Regions from separate parts of the Macaca mulatta genome. Here region 2 is linked to region 1. A link is a contact called in public Hi-C data. All regions are on one chromosome and are shown on one strand. Each heading gives the region's core, a stretch centred on a gene start, on an enhancer-like site or on the middle of the called end of the contact. The rest is flanking DNA. Distances are from core to core; before and after follow the strand shown.

Region 1 (5,617 bases), core at 2,312-4,811:
AATCTGTGGTTTGTGTTTTTTAATTCATTAAACTTAATTTTATTCTTATGTACAAAGACATATATGGATGTTAAAGAACTCTACTCTGCTCATCTGTACATACTCTGACCCAACCAAATATTGTGGAGAATTATGAATACAGTCTTTTCTCTGAAATCAGCCTTACTACTATGTCACTAAGGTAGTTTAATAAATAGATCAGACGCTAACTGTCTCTTTTGCTTTTCATCAGTTAAGGCTCCCTACAAACCCAGTTATACACATCACTTCATTCACCTTTTCTTCAAATCTGAATGTTTCCTTAACCACCCAAGCTAGATTTCATCACATCCCACTAGCCCGGCTGCTTGTCATAACAACGGTTTACTGCAACTCCACCCTTTTCCCACCTTCAGTTTCAACAGTGCATTTGGTTTTTTTCCTTCTATCGGAGAAAAAATTAGGATTAAGAGTTCAAATCCACAAAGTAGTTCAGCGAACTGTCACATTAGTATTATTTAACCACAGGGAATTTTCTGTTTAATTGCCACTCTCTCCCTTCCCCCAAAGGACTACATCTTATTTTGATGCTATAATGGAAAGCACTGCATTAAGACAGAGAGAGCAAAAACATAATGGGCTTAAATTTTTTAACATCTAACCTTTTCATGAGTCATTGTTAATCATTTGCACCTGTAACTTTCATAATCAGCCTAGCAATTAGAGAAGCAAAATCTGCAGAACAAAACTATGTAAGGATGCCCCAATCACAACCACTACCATGTTAGGGAGGGAAGAAAAAAAGCTATTTTTGTCATATGTGACGTGAAAAAAGTTTTACATGTTAGTTCCACCAAATCTTAAGAACATTAGAGCTCTCATCTTCAAAAAAAAGTCAAGAATTTTTAAAATCTGTATTTTGAATATTAAGTGTTTGCTTTCTGTAACAATTTTTCAACTTTAGGTCTCAGAAAAAAAAAGGCTGAGACCTTTGTGCAATATAAGCACATCACTGGGAAGGGAAAAAAAAGCTAATCTTTGAAATCATTCTCTGCACTGAGAAATTAGAAGCATGGACATGACACCACTTCATTTATTTCATTGTGAAAGACAAACTTAGAGCAAAAGTGGCAATATTCTGAGAATGTAATGGTAGTTGTTCTACATCAATGAAACACACAAGTTTGGAAGGTACAAATATGGTCTCTGTCAGTTGTAGTCCATCCTCAGCAAGTCATTTTCCCTGTGGGCTGAGGCTCCCATATGATGAAAATCTTCCTTAACTGCTGAAGGCTGAAAAGGATTCCCTGTGAACAGCATTTGGCCCATACCTTGTTTGGTCACATAAAAGCTGACAACGGCTGGAGGAAAATGTGTCTGGTCCAAAGATGAGAGGATAGAGCCAAGAATCACAATGTAACCCCCTTCAATTTAATCGGGAAGGCCCCTAAAATGGCCATTCATCCAAATGAGCTCTCCTGTCAGTCAGTCTTGGGCCATCCGCTAGCAGATGTTGGTCATTGTGTGGGCTGGCTGGTAGGATTTTGTGATCCAGCAGCTGCCAGCCTTTAATAACCTCAATGATGTTGTGGAAGCATCCATTTAGTTATAAATATGCTTTGGGCATTAAAACACTGCCAAGTGAAATATTAGAGAACAAACTCCCCGCCCACTGCAGAAATTTCCCAGGTCCAAAGCATCTGAGATGAAGATTCCAAATTACCAGTAGTAAAATTTCTTTTAGATCTTTTTTAATCCTCTTGCTTACTGAGAAACCCACTGAGCAGCCTCCCAAAGAAGATGCCCACACTTCAGGCTATTGGTCCTACCGTGCACCTGGTTAGGGAAGGAAGAAGTGTTTGAGAGTTACCCAGGCTCCTTCCACTTGTAGCAGGAAAGAACAGCAAGAACGCATTAGGAACACTCAACTCCCTAGAGATTCAAAAGCCGGGATTCCGGAGGGATACAGCGAAAAGACACCTCTCCTTCCTACCTGCACCCCCGACTCTGTTTCTGCCCTGGCCCTAGAATCAGCAGCCCTTCGGTAATTCCATGCGGCTCCAGACAGAATCCTCTATTCCACGGGGCTCCCGGATCCGACCCCGGGAAAGCCCAGGTGGTCATCCTCTTCCCACCCTCCCAGCCTCCACACGCAACCTCTCCCCGCCGCCCCTGGCCACCCCCTTACCTGATAATGTCGTCGTTGTGTCCCAGGAAGAATTTTTGGCTGTGCTCGCGGGTGTTGTAAACCACCCCGACCCCAGCCACAAAGTAGACCACCTCCTTGCCGGCCGTGTAGTACAGGTTGTTGCGGCACTGGTGACCCCGGTACCCGTACACCCACTCCAGCCGGAGCTGGCAGCGGGGCGCCGTCCGATCCGCCATGATAAGCCGACCCCGCGCGCCCCCCGCCCCCCCGCGCGCCGGAGCCGTCCTCGCCGAGGCTGGGGCTGCGGCCGACCTGCAGGGGCTCAGCGCGCGGCGCTGGGCGCTGATTTCCGAGGCGACGCACAGGCACAGCCCAGCGGGCCGGCCGCCACCATCATCCGCTGCAGCCGCCGCAGACAAGCCGCCGCCGCCGGTGTGCGGCCGCCAGACCCCGCTGGGCGCCGGGCTCCCTCTCCCCGGGCAAGGCGGCTCTGGGGGCGCCGGCACCCGCGCGCGCGCCTCACTGCACCTGCGGGCTCCGGCCCCCAGGAGAGGCTCTCGGGGGGGCCACCCCGCCTTTTACATCAGGGATCTGCATATCCCAACAGCGATCACCCAGTTCGCTCACTGAAGTTTGCGGTGCGCCGGGGCTTCGCGGCAGGCGGCGGGATTTATTCTGCGATAGCCTTGATTTGACAGGCAACCCGGGTGAGTTCTGCCATCGCTGTCCTTGGATCCGAAACTGACAGTCTATATCCAGGATGCGAGAGCGAGGAGGAAAGAAACAGATTTTTCGCATAAGTCACCCAATCCAAGAAAATTATCCCCAAACTAAACCAAGTTTGGTATTTTTAAAAATTTTCCCCTACTCCCACTTTCTCCCTCCAGTTCCATCTCCTTAATGATATGAAATATGCGTAAATGCTGCTGCCTGGCTGATACGATTTGAAGGAACGCTTGCTGTTTCCCTAATAAGCGAGGGCGAATATGCAATGGTCATTTTTTAGATGCTCCAATTAGTTTTCATGTGTGTGTTTAATAATCACATCCTCCGTGAACCTTCTCTTCACCGAGAAAGCCATAAAGAACTTAGCAGCTCTCATTGATCACCAACTCCAATCAGCATCATGAAAGACTGTCTTACTCGGAAGAAACGAGGCACTAGTGCAATCGGAGGGAGTGCGCTACCTACAAACGCTCCTGTTCCAGGAGAAATTAAATAACAAGCGGCAAAAATCGTTTACCTCTCCCCCAGAAACGTCTGCGCTAAACACCGGGTCCTACGGAATCCCGGGTCCTGCCCTAAGCCCAGCGTGGAGCGGGGTCGCCCGCGGGACAGCAACCCCCAACAGACACACACGTCCCGGGGGTCGGCGCGCTGTGCGAGGGATGCCCGCCCTCAGGACTGCTCGGCCCGCGCGCACTGCCGCCCTGGCGGCGCCCTGCACTCCTCCCACTCCCGAGCCAGCCTCGTCCGCGGAGCATCCCCGCGCTCTCTGCCTCTAACCTCTGCTGCCAGCGGACGCCACCGGCGCGTCCTGGATCCCGCGCGGGCGAGCGAAATCCTCTGCCTGCCCTCCCCTCCCCGCCTCCCGCACCCGGGGATGGGCTTCGTCACTGGGGCGCCGCGGGAGACAGGTTCTTCCTTCAGCTGGGGCTCCGGGGGCGGGGCCACAACGCCGCGCTAGTGAACCTCCGCTGCCGGTTACTAGGCGAGATCGCGGCGCTTGGAAACAGCGACGCCCCGGAGGACTGGAGCCGCCCCCTCCCTCTCCCGGCCCCGGAGGCCTCGTTCCCCGACGCATCCTGGGAAGCGTAGTCCTCTCCGCGCCGGCTAGGGCAGACAGTGAGCGGAAGGGACCACAAATCCCAGGATTCCGCGCGCCCAGAGGGAGTCGCGGCGAGACCGGTACCGGCGTCAGCGGAGCCTGCGGCTCTTGGGGTGAGGAGATCGTGGTTCATCAAGGACGACCGGGCGTTCTCTTGTGACTGAGGCGGGAGCTGGCGTGCATGGGTCTCTGTGGAGAAAAGCGGTGGAGTTGGAACAGAGACGGTCTCTACAGCCCACCATTAGAATTTCTCCTGCATCGGTCCCAGAGGGTTGCTGTAACCGACATCCTCACCATGCTGTAACTGACTCAAGCTTAAGTTTGTTTCCTACATCAGTTTTCCTTTTCATTCACATGGATTTTAATTTGTTAGAGTGCAGTTCTGCCAAGTTTAAGAAAAATGCTGGGAATGTGAGCTCACTTGTGCCCTAAGAACCGGCGCCTTCCCATGACCTGCGTCCTAAATTAGAGGACTTAGGTATTTACAGATAACCAGAGTTTGGAAGCAGGAAGGTGCTCACACCATGAACAAGTAACCTTGGCCTTCAAACGCAGAAGCTGGTGGCATTTCTCCTAAAACTGCCCGAGGTGAACTATGAATCCACTGTGTTCTCAGGTAGCCTATTTCTAATTTAGGGCCATAGCTAGCCTTTGGAAAGAGATTTCAAAATCCCAGTGACTAAGAGGCTGCAAAAAGATGATGGGTTGGACGTTTGGAACGTCCTTTCCTTCCCAGGCTTTCAGTGTAATCGCTTACTCCATTCATCTCCCTCAAATTTTAAGACAGCCCTCTGACCTAGTAAGAAAGCTCGAAAGAACTGGAAGCGCCAGAGTTTGGATGATTTGTTGCCGCCTGCAGTGATGAAGAGGATTTGAATTGCTCTCATCTTTGTTTTTAAGGAAACAGATCAACAAATAAGTGAGATGGCACTGTGCTAGGCAACAAGAACACTACCAAAAACAAAAACACGGTCTGAGAAAGGTTTGAGATACAAGCAAAAATATAGTTGATCAATGATGTCGTGCCATAAAACAGTGCCAAATGAATTAAAGACAGTTTTTATTGTTGTTCTTTTTGTTTTGTTTTGAGACAAAACAGGCTGTTGCCCAGGCTGGAATATCAAGATCTTGGCTCACTGCAACCTCCACCTCCCAAGTTCAAACGATTCTCCTGCCTCAGCCTCCCGTGTAGCTGGGATTACAGATACGCACCACCACGCCCAGCTAATTTTTGTGTTTTTAGTAGAGACAGGGTTTCGCCCTATTGGCCAGGCTAGTCTCCAACTGCTGATCTCAGGTGATCTGCCCGCCTTGGCTTCCCAAAGTGCTGGAATGAGCCACTGTGCCTGGCCAGTAAGTTCTATATAAGAATTCAGAAGAGGAAGAGTTTTTCCAGATAAAATACATCAGGAAAAGTTTCATGGAGGAACCAGGAAATATAGATAGAATTGAGATAAGTAAAGATAAATTGAAAGAGCATTCCACATGGGTTTAGGGAATAAACAAAAGTGTAGATGCAGAAAAGTGGATTTAGAGAACACTAAAGAGAATACCCAGTTCGGTTCAAGGGAGAATTCATATAAGATCAAGAGGACACATGAAAGGTTATATTGTAGTTGGAGCTGAGCATAGGGGTTTGCACTGTATCCTTAAAATAATGG
Region 2 (5,617 bases), core at 1,222-3,721, 620 kb after region 1:
TCAGTGGTGATTTCTGAGATTTGGGTGCACCCATCACCCAAGCAGTATACACTGTACCCGATATGTAGTCTTTTATCCCTCAACCCCTCCCACCCTTTCCCCCAAGTCTCCAAAGTCCATTGTATCATTTTTATGCCTTTGCATCCTCATAGCTTAGCTTCCACTTACGAGTGAGAACATATGATGTTTGGTTTTCTATTCCTGGGTTACTTCACTTAGAACGATAGTTTCCAGTTCCATCCAGGTTGCTGTGAATGCCATTATTTCCTTTCTTTTTATGGCTGAGTAGTATTCCATGGTGTGTGTGTGTGTGTGTGTGTGTGTGTGTGTGTGTGTGTATATTCCATGGTATATGTGTATATATTTATACATACACATACACCATGTTGTATACATATATATACATATATATATATGCACATTTTCTTTATTTACTCGATTGATGGGCATTTGGGCTGGTTCCTTATTTTTGCAATTGTGAATTGTGGGCATATAATTTAAATTTCTAGACAACTCTGAAGTCATGTTCAGGCAAAGACAGGACCAAACACTTTACTTTCAAAGCACTAAAGCATATCTTAACTGACATAAAGAAGAACAAGGAGATAATCAAATATACTAAAACCTTTATTAATGAAGAGAATGTGTTACAGAAATACTTCATTTCCAGAGGAAGAAATAATACAAAATGCATAAGAATATATCTAGAAGTAAGGAAAAGTAAAGGAAAATATCATTATAATTAGCATTGAGTCCTTTAGAAAACAGGAAATATGCATCTGAAGGTACTGAGTGAGAAAAAGGTAAAGTTATGATTACATAAGGAGGAAACTAATCACAGATGCCACTGCTTGGACACATCAAGGAGGCAACGAATGGCAAAGTCAGATTTTGAACAGAGTGTGCCCAGACGCCAAGCTATAGCACCAAGATAAGGAAGGGGAGAAAGGGCCAGGTACCACTCAGACAAAAAGTAGACACCACAGACCCCTCCCTTCCTAATACCCCCAAGGCGTGGACTTAAGCAGGTAACAGGTTTGCTTTTCCTGTGGAAGCAAGGAGCCTATCAGGGAAGAGATTTGTCCTGATTTCTTCTTAGTTCACACACACTTACTCCTGAAAAGGCTTGACTCAGATTTACCCTCAGGTCTGGGATAGTGTGACAACAACGGCCTTTGTGTCTTTGAAATAACTTATCTACTTCATGATGTCCTTGGTGAAACAGTGGATTGGTACATACATCCATTGCAGTCTCTTTCTAGCTGGACTTCCTGTTTCCGTAGGGCTGGAAAGTTTAAAGCTACAACCCCTAGACATTCTTGCAATTAAGATTCCTTATGTGATAGAGTTTCCACCAGCAGAACTACCACTGTAGATATGGAGGGTGGGGAGGGAGGGGATGAGTGAGGCAGAGGCCATCTGCTGCTGGTTCTGTGATAAGCATAGTCGCGGGGGAGTTTAGTTATTCTGTGGCATTGTTAACTGACTGTTCACTGGCTTGTGGGGCACTAAGAGGCAGGGCACGGGACATTTGTTTTACTAATTAATATCATAGCAAGTTTGGTGGGTCCCGGAGTAGCAGCTTTTTGGATGTGGCAGTTTCCGGACCGTGGCAGCTTCTGATGGTGGCAGGGGATGCATTGTTTGGAATCCAGCAGCCATAGCAACAACTTCCCAATTAAGCAAATGGTTTCTTACTGCAGAATCAGTAGATCCTTCGATGGCCCAGTTCTGCAGTAAAAGTCCATCCTAAAACTTCAGCCTCAAAGTGGATCGCAACTCTGATCTCAACATTTGAATTTCCAGGGGAGCTTATTCCTAAAGGTTTTGATTCACTATGTCAGCAATGGATTCCCGAATGGATATTCTAGAAAAGCAACCCAGATGCCTGTGATACGAAGCTCAGATTGAGAGTAAGTGACCAAGAGCTTCTTTCATTAGCCCTCCCAACAACTTCATAAGCCGTTTAATGCCCAGTGTTAAACAATTTCTGTTTAAACTGTCTGGAATGGATTATTGTTTCAGTAACTGAACTATGACCAATGCAATGTCTGGGGCAAAATCTTCACAATAGGAATATAACAAAGGTTAGGCAGAATGAAAGTTCAAATATGCCACCCCTTTCTGTCAATAGAGGGGCATTAAAATTCTCAATACTTACAAAGAGAAGAAATAAAGATTGTAACAACAACAACAAAAAAAAAACAAGTTAAGAATAGCAATGAAACCAAGCCTAGAGCTGTTGAAAAATAAATTGCCGTTGAAAGATTATAGAATAAATAAAGGCTTAGGTAGTCTATATTCTGCAAGCTAGTCACATCACACTTATTTATTTTTACTATCTACTTGGTTTGCAGCTATATCATTTTATTTTGGAAAAAAAAAAAAGAAAGAAAGACTAACTTTAAAAAGAACACTTTCAGCGCTCTAGTTAACAAACCATAATTTCTGATCTGTTGCTGCCATCTACCAACTATCCAAGGCAAGGCAGTTCCCGTGGGTAGGGTTACTCTTTCAGTCTTCAGGAAGCTAGTGCCACCTAAATGTCTCTCATTTCAGTGACACACTTCGAAAATACTTTTAGGTGCATGCTAAACCCCTAAATGACAGGCAGTTTAGTTGCTGTTAGGACCCTTCACTCAACAGATGACTTAAATATGAAAGTATCTTGACCATGAATTACAATTAGATATGGATGTTATAAGAAAAGCAAAACTTGGCTGGGCAAGGTGACTCACGCCTGAAATCCTAACCCTTTGGGAGGCCAAGGCGGGCAGATCACGAGGTCAAGAGTTTGAGACCAGCCTGGCCAACATAGTGAAACCCCGTCTCTACTAAAATATACAAAAATTAGCCAGGTGTGGTGGCGGGCGCCTGTAATCCCAGCTACTCGGGAGGCTGAGACAGGAGAATCACTTGAACCCAGGAGGCAGAGGCTGCAGTGAGCCGAGATCATGCCATTGCAGCCTCCAGACTGGGAAACAAGAGTAAGACTCCGTCTCAAAAATTTGTCTGGTAAATGTTGGTTGAAATCCTATAATACGAGACTTTATGTTTCCAGCATATGCATCTACTACATCCTTTAAAATTAGCTTTTCTTAAAGACTGTGTGTCTCAGAGATCTCTTGTTAAGTAAATAAGATGGTTTTTACCTGGACATAGGAAGCTTTTTGCAGTATGAAAATATTTCACCTAGAATTATTTACTTTTCATCCTTATTAATAAAATCTGATATTTGTCTGGGAATGGTGGTTCACACCTGTAATCTCAGTGCTTTGGGAGACTAAGGTGGGAGGATCATTTGAAGTCAACCTGGGCAACCCATCTCTGCAAATAAAATCATAATTTTAAAATTTTAAAAATAAAATCTTATCTTTAAAAAGTTGATAATAATGATGAATGCAGTACAGTGTCAATAATTCAGCACTTAAAAACATTTTGCTGATTGACTATATGTGATTTCCTTTTGAGTCCATGAATAGTACATTAAATTATACTTGCAGTGCCGTTTTATGATTATTATAACACTTTTATATATCAACTCCCATTTGATATTTACAGGTACAGAACCAAGTAGGACAGGTACTATACTTTAAAGACAGAGAAATAGTCTTACAACTTTTAAGGGATTGAATCCCATCTAGAATCCAGCCTTTCGTGGTAAAATTCAGTGTTCTTTCCACTCTGTCACACAGCCTTCAACAGTCTTTCATTCACTCATTCAACAGATGTTTATCAAACACCTAATGTTTGCCATGTGTAGGTGCTGGGGAGACAGTGATGTTTAATTTAGTAATGGGGGCTAGGCGCAATGACTTAGGCCTGTAATCCCAGCACTTTGGGGGCCTGAGGCAGGAGGATTGCTTGAGCCCAGGAGTTACAGACCAGTCTGGGCAACATGGCAAACGCTTCTCTACAAAAAATACAAAAATTAGCCAGATATGGTGGTTTGGCTGTAGTCCCAGCTACTCGGGAGGCTGCACCTGTAGTCCCAGCTACTCGGGAGGCTGAGGTGGGAGAATTGCTTGAGCCAGGGAGGTAAGCCATGATCATGCCACTGTACTCCAGCCTGGGCAGTAGAACGAGACCCTGTCTCAAAAATGAATAAATAAATAAATTTTTAAAATTCAGAGATGGGAGTAGATTAGGGCTTAGAGAGGTTGTCTGGGAAGGTCTCTGGGGAAGTGATCGCTGAAGAATGGAAAAGAAGAAACCAAGAAGCAAGGTGGGAGAGCTTAATCCACGCAGAGGAAGTAGCATGTAGAAAGTTCCAGTTTCCCAAGTAGCAGAAACTGAAAGAAGCCCAGTGTGGATGCTGCATCATAAAATGTGAGACGGTGGCATTAAATATGGCTTTCAGTGAAGGCAAGGAGAAAGGTCATGCCAGGCTGTGGAAGCCACGGTGGAGTCTTGTTCCTGTTCCGAGTACAGTGGGAAGCCGGGGAAGAGTGCTCAGCTTCTATGTCCCATGCTGCAAATCAGAAGTTTTCCTGGGGGGAAATTTCCTGAATTGTTTTCAACAAAATAATATTCAGAAAACATCTGAATATTTCCCCAAAAATGTCTTCCAGAGAGCACTAGGTAGTTTGCTAACAATTGTGTAGGCTTGGAAGGGAATACTTGAATTATACTCTATGCCTCAGCTTGTAACACAATGTTACATTGTGGACACAGTTATTCTCTAAGACCTGACTAGACCCCACTTTTTTGTGCAATCCCCTATCAGCCCTTTTTGTCTAGTTGCACGTTATGTTCACTTGGGGAGCGTTCTTCCCTTCTCCAGAAATTTTAATATAATTAATATGGTGTTAGGCCAGCCACCAGCAGTTGTTAAAAAGCTTCTCAGGTAGTTCCACTGTTTAGCCAGGGTTGAGAATTGCTGATCTAAGGGATTGTAATAAATGACTTTTATGTAATACTTTCTCATTTTCGAAGTGATTTTTATCAAGTGTAGCATACTCAGACTAAAATAAGACTAAAACAGTAGCCTGTAAGGTGACTGTTCATTTGGTTTATCACTCAGGCTCCAGAGTCCTGCATCGAGGAGTTTGGTAAAATCTAACTACATCAAAAATGTCAACGTAACAAAACCTGGAAAAGTTCTTTATAAAGGTGACAAAAGGACTTGAGCTACATGACTAAGCTTGCCCTTTTATGGTATATCCATTTTACTACACACCAATTTTAAAATAAATATATAATACACTATAATACCAAAGGTACATAGTGGGAGGCTCTGATAATTTCCACTTCTTCCTCATGAAGGAACTTATGAACACATAGTCATTATAATCAAAGGAATATTTTCTTTTCTCATCCTATCTTGATTCTGTTCTCCAAGACTACTGACCATCATCCATGCATCAATGTACTCTTGTACCACACCAGACAGCATCAGTATATATCTTGCATCGGAATCCTAATTCTACATGCCAGATGTTCTTAATCTGTACATTTGGAACAATCCGAAGTTCATTTTAAGTATCAAGTCTCTATCACCAATAGAGGCGGTACCCACAGTTACACTCAGGAAAACACTGGCTGCCAGCTTTCTTGTTCAACCTGTGGCTGGGTTTGATCTGTTTAGCTTAGCCTTGTAGCACTCTCTCTAACCTGC

The links. Hi-C and Micro-C count contacts between places; a contact is called where the count stands out from the background.
Region 2: a Hi-C map of CD4 T cells shows a contact between it and region 1, with 4 times the contacts expected there. The contact joins two enhancer-like sites. A contact is called at or near these places in 5 of 14 Hi-C or Micro-C datasets (CD4 T cells, fetal cortex germinal zone, fetal cortical plate and 2 more).

Annotation. Positions count from the first base shown.
Region 1 is chr13:69,925,185-69,930,801 of T2T-MMU8v2.0, forward strand. No RefSeq gene overlaps it. Among named protein-coding and RNA genes, the nearest start is that of EML6, 130 kb to the left of the region's middle. Within about 2 kb of position 3,562, at least 13 of the 40 cell types and tissues checked have an H3K27ac peak or open chromatin away from gene starts, as enhancers often do. A contact at or near this core is called in CD4 T cells, where this site is marked.
Region 2 is chr13:70,544,805-70,550,421 of T2T-MMU8v2.0, forward strand. No RefSeq gene overlaps it. Among named protein-coding and RNA genes, the nearest start is that of ACYP2, 9.0 kb to the left of the region's middle. Within about 2 kb of position 2,472, at least 9 of the 40 cell types and tissues checked have an H3K27ac peak or open chromatin away from gene starts, as enhancers often do. A contact at or near this core is called in CD4 T cells, where this site is marked.